Linked DNA regions of Mus musculus: region 1 is linked to region 2. The links are chromatin contacts, called in public HiChIP or PLAC-seq maps. All regions are on one chromosome and are shown on one strand. Each heading gives the region's core, a stretch centred on a gene start, on an enhancer-like site or on the middle of the called end of the contact. The rest is flanking DNA. Distances are from core to core; before and after follow the strand shown. Region 1 has its middle 9.8 kb from the start of Gm30331. Region 2 holds the start of Rpia (ribose 5-phosphate isomerase A).

Region 1 (4,347 bases), core at 1,545-4,044, 33 kb after region 2:
TAGAAATCTCTTTCTATAGGCTCCTCGAAACCCAAGAGAGCTCTTTTGCTCTCCTTCCTGATGACTGTTTTCGTTTGCATCCTGCCAGCTGCTTCTCCGTGGTTCCTGCACGCCCAAAGTGAAAATCTCTCTCTCACCCAGAGCTCCTTCCATGAAGCTCTTCCAAGCCAAAAGAGTGCTGAAAGAGACCTTTACAGTGGGGTAGCTCGAGGCCATCTAACTGACTTTGCCTTTCATCATAGAGCAAAGACCACATGACCTCCATCTAGCAACAAGCCTTAAAATAGACAGGAATTTTCCATTCTTTAGAATTCTTATCTATGTAGGCTTTTAGAGGCACACCCAAACTGCACAATTTAGGACATACCTAACTGCACCTGATAAATGCAATGTGTTTCTAGGCTTTCATGTTTTGCTAACAATTTGGTTTTCTATGTATAATAACCAAATATCCTGTAACATCAACCAGAATAGACAGGGTCTCTCAAGCTTATTTGTCCATGGGAGGTGTATAAGTTTTGTGGACTTACATTTCATGTAACACATGAACTGATGGCAAAGCAATGGTCTTTCAAATATAGTTTTCCTGGGCTGGCAAGATGGCTCAGTAGGTGAGGGTGCTTGCCACTGAGTCTTGTGGTCTGAGTTTGATCCCTGAGACCCACCTGGTGGAAAGAGGGCTGACTCCTATAAGTTGTCCTCTGATTTCCATATGCATGCTATGGCATGCACAGCCACAAACACAGGCGCACACACACACGTACACACAAATTAATTAATGTTTTTAAACAGTCATTTTTCTATTATCCTCCAGGTTTAATCCTTTCTGCTTTCTTTGCTTAGAGAACAAGACTTTAGTCTGAGAGTCCCCGCTGTGACCCTTCCCTCTCTCCAGCTGGATCTCCCACAGTCTCCGTTTGGTTGCAGCAAATTTGCTGGGTCTGGGGCCCAGGTCAGTCTTTCACTAACAGAAAGCGTTAGTGGCTTTGCTGTGGCACTAAACACTTTCTGTCCAGACATCCTGTTTTGGTGTGTATGACAAAGTGCTGTCAGAATGCTAAAAAAGAGGTTTGCTGGTGAGATGGCTCAGCGGTTAAGAGCACTGACTGTTCTTCTGAAGGTCCTGAGTTCAAATCCCAGCAACCACCTGGTGGCTCAAAACCACCCTTAATAAGATCTGACTCCCTCTTCTGGAGTGTCTGAGGACAGCTACAGTGTACTTACATATAATAATAAACAAATAAATCTCTAAAAGAAAATGCTAAAATGAAATAATTAGACCTGTTCAGTTCACTGAGAGTCTGACAGTGGTAAAAGCTTATCCTACACTAAGACATCTAAAGGACTTTTCCTGAAGTTTCTTTCTGGTTTTGGTTAATTATATGCCAAATTTGGTTAATTATATGTTATACAGAAAAGCAGTTATAGAGTTCTCCTTCAGCCACCAAAGAAAAATTATAAACAAACGGCAACAACCTCAAAAAGAGGCTAAAGCTGTAGCTCAGTTGACAGAGTGCTTGCCTAACAGGCCTGAAACCTTGGGTTCAATTCCCAGCACCCCGTTAACCAGGCATGGCGGCACACACCTGTAATTCTAGCACTGGAGAGGTGGAGATGGGAAAGGACCAAAGCAGAAAAATGGGAGTCCCACACCCTCAACACACACTGAGAAACAGCCAAAAGCTTGCGTAGAATGAAGTGGGCAGGGTTGGTGGGGAGCTTTATTAGCTGTGAATACCAGCAGTCGCTCCTCCACTGGCCTCGTCCCAGAGAGATTTTTCTCTCCCACCAAGGAACCCTCACCTGCCTTTGACATCTTCCTTTGACATCTGCCTGCCTGGCCGAGCAGCTCCCGTGGTACCAGGAAAGCATTCCCTGTTGTCAGGAATGTGGGAGGCCAGTGTTGTGTATGAAAATACCCGTCTTTTCAGGTCTAAAGGTAGAGTTTTCCTACTAAACAGCGGTTCCCAACCTCCAAACTAGCGGAAGAGAGGTGAGGATCAAGGAAGTGGCCAGGGGGAGGGGGCATATACCACCTTCAGCCTCTGGGATCTCACTGTCCCAGCTCTGCTAGTCCCCCTTTGGATAAACTAGAAAATAATGCAGAGTTCTCTAGCCCCACCCAGGAACAACAGCCACAGCCCCGCCTCAGGCATTCCAGAAAAACACAACTCAGGCTAGGTCAGATGAATAGGACAGAAGCGGAGCTTCAGGGTCAGGTGACTGTCACCGTGCGGAGAACGCAGCTCCTCAGCCAATCAGAATGGATGAGCAGCGCACAGTTCCTGCTTCTGAGCCAGCAGAAAGTCGCCTTTGCAGCGGCAACGGGAACCCAGGAGCTGCAGACTGATAACCACAGCAAGGTGTGGGGATATGTGAACAAGATCAGTGCAAAGTACGGCCTGTGTTTCTCTACACAGGACAGAGGTTGTCTGCGTCAGTTCAGTTTTCTCTCTGATCGTGGTTGTCGCCGAGGTGCTGAGTGTGGGGACTGACCATACTGTTTTTTCCTGGAGACTCTATACTCAGTGTTAGAGAAGGGTGGAGGCCCCGGATCCTCATTTCAGAACAAGTCCAGGCAAATACCGTTCATGTTAGTCATGCATTTATTTAACTGTCATTTACAGCATCGAATGTTTAATAAGTGTATACTAAGTGACAGGTGGTAGCTGAGGACCTGGAGCCCCCATGTCATCTACCTGTTCATCTTCCTGAAACAGGATGTGGGCTATGCCACAAGACAACTCTGACGCAAAGAGAGGTTTGATCCCTCGTACCACATAAACCAGGTGTGATGGTGCAGGCTGTAATCCCAGCTCTCAGGAGGTGGAAGCATAAAGATCAGAAGTTCAAGGAAACCAACAGCTATAGTCAGCCTGGGTATGTGTGTGTGTGTGTGTGTGTGTGTGTGTGTGTGTGTGTGTGTGTGTGTGTGTGTAGATTGTCATTTTCTTTTAAAAGAAACACCATATAATATATACCATATATATCATTATATATATATATATATATATATTGAGCCCAGGTTCCCTGGAAGAGCAGCCAGTGCTCTTAACCACTGAGCCATTTCTTCAGCCCTGGTATTTGACATAGTCATCCTCCCACTGTTTCTCTATAGGAAGATACCCCTCTTCTACCTTCTGTATGTGGTCATGAGAGGACTGTGACCAAGCCCTGCCCCCTTCAAAATATACCCATAACCCAAAAGCTAGGTCCATTCCTCTCTCTGGGGAATTTCTGTTCACGGGTGTGACATTAGTGCCTGTTCAGTTCCCCAAAGGCTATTATGCTGGTAGGAAAGCATGCAAGCGGGTGAGATCACAATGTCAGATGAGAGCCAGAAGGCCAGACGGTACTCAGGGGTTCAGGCTGAGACTTCTGTAACAATTCACTCTTGTGGGAGATAATTCTCTTATTCTTGTCTGAGGGTGGTGCCCATGATGACTCGGGGCTGGAGAGCTGGAGCAGCGGAGCCCTGGCTGCTCTTCGAGAGAGAAGACCTGGGTTTGATTCCCAGCACCCACATGAAGGCTCACAACTATTTACAACTCCATTTCCTGGGGATCTGTTGCTTCTGGCCTCTTCAGGCATGGCATGCATACAGTACACACACCTGCACTCGGGCGCACACACACAAAGAGAGAAAATAAAAATAAATAAATACATATTTTTAGAAAACCTCCTACCAAGCCCACCTCTTCAAATTCCCACCATTTCAATAGCAGTATACGATGGGTCAGGCTTCCAACCTAGGAATCCTCAAGAAAGTACCTTATATCCAGACCATGGTGTGTTCCCTTTAATTCTGTGAGGTACTTATATTCTTGCAATAGTCTTAAATTTTTTTCTCTAAAAGTTGTAAGAGTTGGTTTGTATGGCTTGTCACAGAAGAGCTTTGACTAATGTTCCTTGAAGCCTTACAGAAAACTATCCCAGAATAGTGTAACTACTACCAGCCACAAAACTAGGACCCCACCACCACCACCACCACTGAAAGAAAATTCTATTGTCCCTTGATTGCAGTCACCTCCTCCGGTTTGCAAAAGGCATGGAGGACTCTGACAGGATAGTGCTTGTGTCATCTTGAAAGCATTAGGAAGCACCTAGATTAGTGAGTATACATCCTGCTGTATCTAGAAGGATATTTCCAGAGAGAATTAACAAGGGGGGGGGACCTCTCTGTGGGTGTGGGTAATACTATGCTATAAACTTCCCAGAGAGGAAAAACTTAAAAACAAAACAAAACAAACAAACAAACAAAAAACAGGAAAGGGGAAAGCCAGTGATATAGACATCACTAGCTGCTTCCTGCCACTGGGGAGCGCTCTGTTCTGCTATCCCTCCATC
Region 2 (4,486 bases), core at 859-3,358:
GAGGGGACTGGAAACCCCACACTCAGAGAGCCTACGAAAGGGCCACCAAACCCACAACCCCCAACGTCCATATCAGTGTTCCCACTCCACACAACTTACTGACCACTGCCTAGGCAGCCCTCACTGTACCCAATGCTGAATGTATAGATAGCACTAAGTCTCCTCCCACAGCTCACAGGGACTTGGGCAAGAGAAACGCACAGAAAAACTAGAACATAGGTCACGCTGAAGTGTCTGGGAGTCCAGATCAGAGGGAGCTGGGTGTGCCACCTACCTATAATGCCAGCCCTTGGGAGGCAGAATCAAGTGGGTAAAGCTGAGTGGTGATACACACCTTTAATCCCGGCACTCGGACAGAAGCAGGTAGATTTCAAAGCTAGCACAGTCCACATATCAAGTTCCTCCCTTGAGATGTGCTAGCCAGCCAGTCAGAGGGGAAGGGAGGGTTTCAAAGCCAACCTGAGTTTCAAAATAGGAAGAGGAAATCGTTGTCTCCTAGTCTCCTTAAGAAAAAAGCCAAGGGAAAACTGAAAGTAGTAAAGTCCTTTGAATATGGCTGGAACATGAGGGGAAGGCTTGCAGATTTTAATTTAGTCAAATACATAACGATAAGGCAAAGGTCAAGGAGACGTGTACCACTAAACATTAACAGGATAACTAAGATAATGGGCTCTCCTGAGGTATGGATTTCATTTATCAATCTATTAAGTCACTTCACAAAGGCATTTTGAAATCTCTCTTTACTGTCCCAGTTTTACCCCTGTGGCACTGTGTTCCAAACACAGAGCCAAATTACACATTTTAAATTCATATTCATACCTCACACCTCTTAATTCAAGTATAAAATCCTATGCTAACTAGATGAGCAAAAAGCTACCCTAGAACAGAAGGGCATAAGAGCCCTGCCTGAAACAAAAATGGTGTTCTTCTATAGAACAGGCAAGCCTGAGGTTATCAGACCCGGCCCCGCCCACTCAGGCCACCCTCACCCTAGGCAGGAAGATAAAGCTCTAAGAACAGTGTCTTTGCAAAGTAACTTTGGGCAGCATAGCTTTAACAAGTGAAAAGAATTCCCTTTAACGAAGATACGGATTCTGATAACGCGATCTAAGAAATAGAAAACAAGACCAGGAAACTTCACCACAGGGCAACAGAAGTAATACAATTAAGATAATTAACCTGCTACATACGGGATAGCAAACCCACCTACACTAAGAGTCCACTCAGAGCACCACACCAGCCACTTAACAAATGTGGACACAGCCTTACTAACTTCAAAACATCTGGACCCCTCCTAAAAAGCAGCACCTCCAGATGTCTGGCCACCCGGCCCTGTCAACAGTAACCTGATGGCTTCTTTGTAAAGACAGCACTCTAGCTCCTCAGCGGGAGGAGCTGAAAAGCCTGTTTGGAGTAAAATTTCAAAACACTTTGCAAAACAGCCCTCCGCTGGCTTCGCGGTAAGTGAGAAGTGAAGAACAGCAGCCTCGGGGCTCACCATTTTCAATGGGCTGATTAGGAGGCACGCATTAACAGCCTGACAAGACTCTAAAACAGAGCACAGCCAGGCTCTACTGTGCACCCAGTTCCAGCCGGACAGGGAATCTTTGTAGAAAAGGCTCCAGTTGGGGGAAGAGTTGACACCCACCCATTCGGGGTCTAGAAGGCCTTTCAAGGGTTGGGAAGAACAGCGCGAATTCGGGTACAAGGCTCATCCTCTCCCCTCTCTCGCAACCCTCGCCCTTTCAGGAGTCAGGCGCACCCTGGCAGTGCCCTGGGCGCGCAGCACGAAGCCATCACGCCGTCACCAGCTGCCCACCTTCACGTGGTTCTCCACCGCCGTGTGGCTCGCCAGCTTCTTAGCCTCCTCGGCCTTGGACATCGTGGAGGGGGCCGGGCCGCCCGCGCTCGAGCCTCCCTTGTCGCCGCGGGTCTCCGAATGTGCACGCCCCGGCAACTGCACGTGGGAACCCGAGAGGCCCCAGTTGTTCCCGCCCCCGCCCGAGGCCGCGCCCCCGGCCCGCCCGGGCAGTGGGGCCAGGACCCGCCCGTAGAGGGTGCTGAAGGGCCCGGGGCGCTGCATCCCGCCGCCTCGCTCCAGCCTCTCCGGCCGCCCCACCCCCAACTCCTCCGGAAACCCGCTCGCTTGCGCAACCTGCCCCGCGCGTATTACTAAATGCGTGTTGCTGGGAAATGTAGTCCTACGGCGACAGTGGTTCCTAGGCCCTTCTGCATTCGGGACTACAAGTCCCACAATACGATCGACCCTAGTGTGCAAATCGCCCGCCTTGACTCCAGACTTTCTGTCCGGAAGGTCCGGGTAACTGCTGTCTAGGAAGCTAATAACTCCCTACCTTGGGGTCAAGTGTTTACACCTTTAGGTGAACTCCAAGAACCTTTCCGGCTGTACGCGTATTCTAGAAAAAGAGAGAGACACTATTAAAAACCTGACCTTGTTTGCCCAGCAAATGAGAACGTTGCTGTGTTGTAAGCGAATCCTCAGGCAAGTGGTTCTACCAACACAACGGCCTTTTTTTAAAAAAAATCTTTTAATTACATTGTATTATTTAGGTTGTGCTTGTGGAGGCCAAAGAACAACTTGCAGAAGTCCGTTATCTGACCGTCTTGGTAGTGTCAGTCAGTACTTTACCGGCAGAGCCATCTTCTTACAGTGCTCTAGAGTCACTCATTGATGACACACTTGGGACTCCCAGGTCTTCTGATGTCTGTGCTAGACCTTCACAAACCCAAGGTTACAAGTTCAATCAGTAACTCCCGCCTTGGACATTGTTCTGCTCTTGGTATTGGATGCAGGGTGTCTAAATGGAGCCCGGTCACGAGCGCACAGGCCAGTGTACCTTATCGGGCTTCCCCTTTTCTGCCTTTAGTTTGCTGCAAGTTCTTGGTCTCATTCAGCAGTCCCAGTGGCCTGAACTCACTGTAGAGTTCAGTCCAGGCTGGCCTGGAACTTGGAGCATTTTTCCTGATATGGGATTACATCACCAAATAGGTCTGGAAGTCCTTTTTGTTGTTTTGTTTGTGTGTTTTGAGACAGGATCTCTCTTTGCAACCATGGCTGTCCAGGAACTCTGTAGACCAAGATGCCCTTGAACTCACCGAGATCAGCCTGACTTTCCTTCCCCAGAGCAGAGGTTAACGGTGTGTGCCTGCAAAAGGCATGTGCCAGCAACCCCCAAGAGCTAGAATGTTCCAGGAACCCTTAGGAACAATAAAGACCGGTCACAATGCTTTTTTGCAACTTTTATAACCTGAGTTTTATCTTTATCAGACTGTAATCCTGCCCAAGGCACTCAGAAACCACTCGATAGTCTCCTTTACCAAAAAAAAAAAAAAAAAGAAGAAGAAAATTCTTCAGCCACCATTACAAATGTAACTTCAGGACCCACCATAATCAGGTGTGCCGCTATTGATTGGACACTTACATGAGACTCCCTCTTGAGGAGACCACATCCATACAAGGGTAGTATCGTAGAATTATTATTGTTGCTGTGATGAAACACCATGACTAAAAGCAACTTGGGGAGGGCAGGGTTCATTTGGATTATATGTCCTGAATCACAGTGCACTGAGGGAAACAGTGTCAGGAACCTGGAGGCAGAGGTGCTGTTTACCGGCCTGCTCCTCACAGCTTACTCAGCCTGCTTTCTTGCAACACCCAGAACCACCAGGACAGATGGAGCCCCACCCACCATGGGCTGGGTCCTCTCATACCAATCACTAATTAAGAAAATGTCCTACAGGCTTGCCTCCAGGACGATCTTATGAAGTCATTTTCTCAGCTGAGGTTCCCTCCACTCAGATGGCGAGCATGTGTCAAGTTGACATAAAGCTGCAAAACAGATAGTATCTCCCTTCATATTAACCCCATCTTTAAATATGAAATAAAACCCCTTTATAATAAACTGAACTATGACTTGGATCCTGGATCCACCAGAGTAGACGTCTCTGGAAATAACTCTGACTCCTGCAGTCACTCAGCACTGTGAAGCTGGGTCTCTGCCACATGCCCCCCTGACATTGGCAGCAGGGTCTCACTAAGCTGACCATCCAGCCTTGGCCTCATTCCGTAGCCCAGGCATCCCTTGAACTTTCAGCCCATATGCTAGGATGTAGCTAGGATTACACCACTAGTTCAGAAGGTCTTTCCTCGATCCTTTATTCTTTACTTACTTTGTGCTTAGCATTCATCCTCTGTGCAGGCTATCAGGCTGCTGCTCACACACAAAAGATCCTCAACGTGTATCTGAAGCAAGATAGAATAGCACACATTCCATGCCTCAACGCTACACTCTGCCTTCAGTCATTCAGAATTCCTGTCCTTTAGTAAGCACCATTAGCTATAGGACTAAGCACGTTATCAAAACTTCACTGTTTGTAGGGCATGGGAAGCAGAGGTACGTGGATTTGAGGGAGTTCCAGGCCAGGCTGCCTAAATAGCAGAGTTCCAGGTCAGCCTAGGCAACAT

The links. HiChIP or PLAC-seq counts read pairs in DNA pulled down with a chosen protein or histone mark.
Region 1: an H3K27ac HiChIP or PLAC-seq map of embryonic stem cells shows a contact between it and region 2, with 10 read pairs. The contact joins the enhancer-like site here to the promoter of Rpia in region 2. A contact is called at or near these places in 1 of 484 Hi-C or Micro-C datasets (embryonic stem cells), 7 of 115 datasets of contacts at active chromatin or transcription factors (CD8 T cells, the SCID.adh cell line, embryonic stem cells and 1 more) and 3 of 9 other capture datasets (adipose tissue, liver and pancreatic islet).

The regions. Positions count from the first base shown.
Region 1 is chr6:70,822,422-70,826,768 of GRCm38.p6, forward strand. No RefSeq gene overlaps it. Among named protein-coding and RNA genes, the nearest start is that of Gm30331, 9.8 kb to the left of the region's middle. Within about 2 kb of position 2,795, at least 344 of the 459 cell types and tissues checked have an H3K27ac peak or open chromatin away from gene starts, as enhancers often do. A contact at or near this core is called in CD8 T cells, the SCID.adh cell line, adipose tissue and 4 more, where this site is marked.
Region 2 is chr6:70,790,067-70,794,552 of GRCm38.p6, forward strand. Rpia (ribose 5-phosphate isomerase A) reads right to left here and starts at 2,109. Exons shown (of 9, transcript NM_009075.2): 1 at 1,820-2,109. The coding sequence starts at 2,083.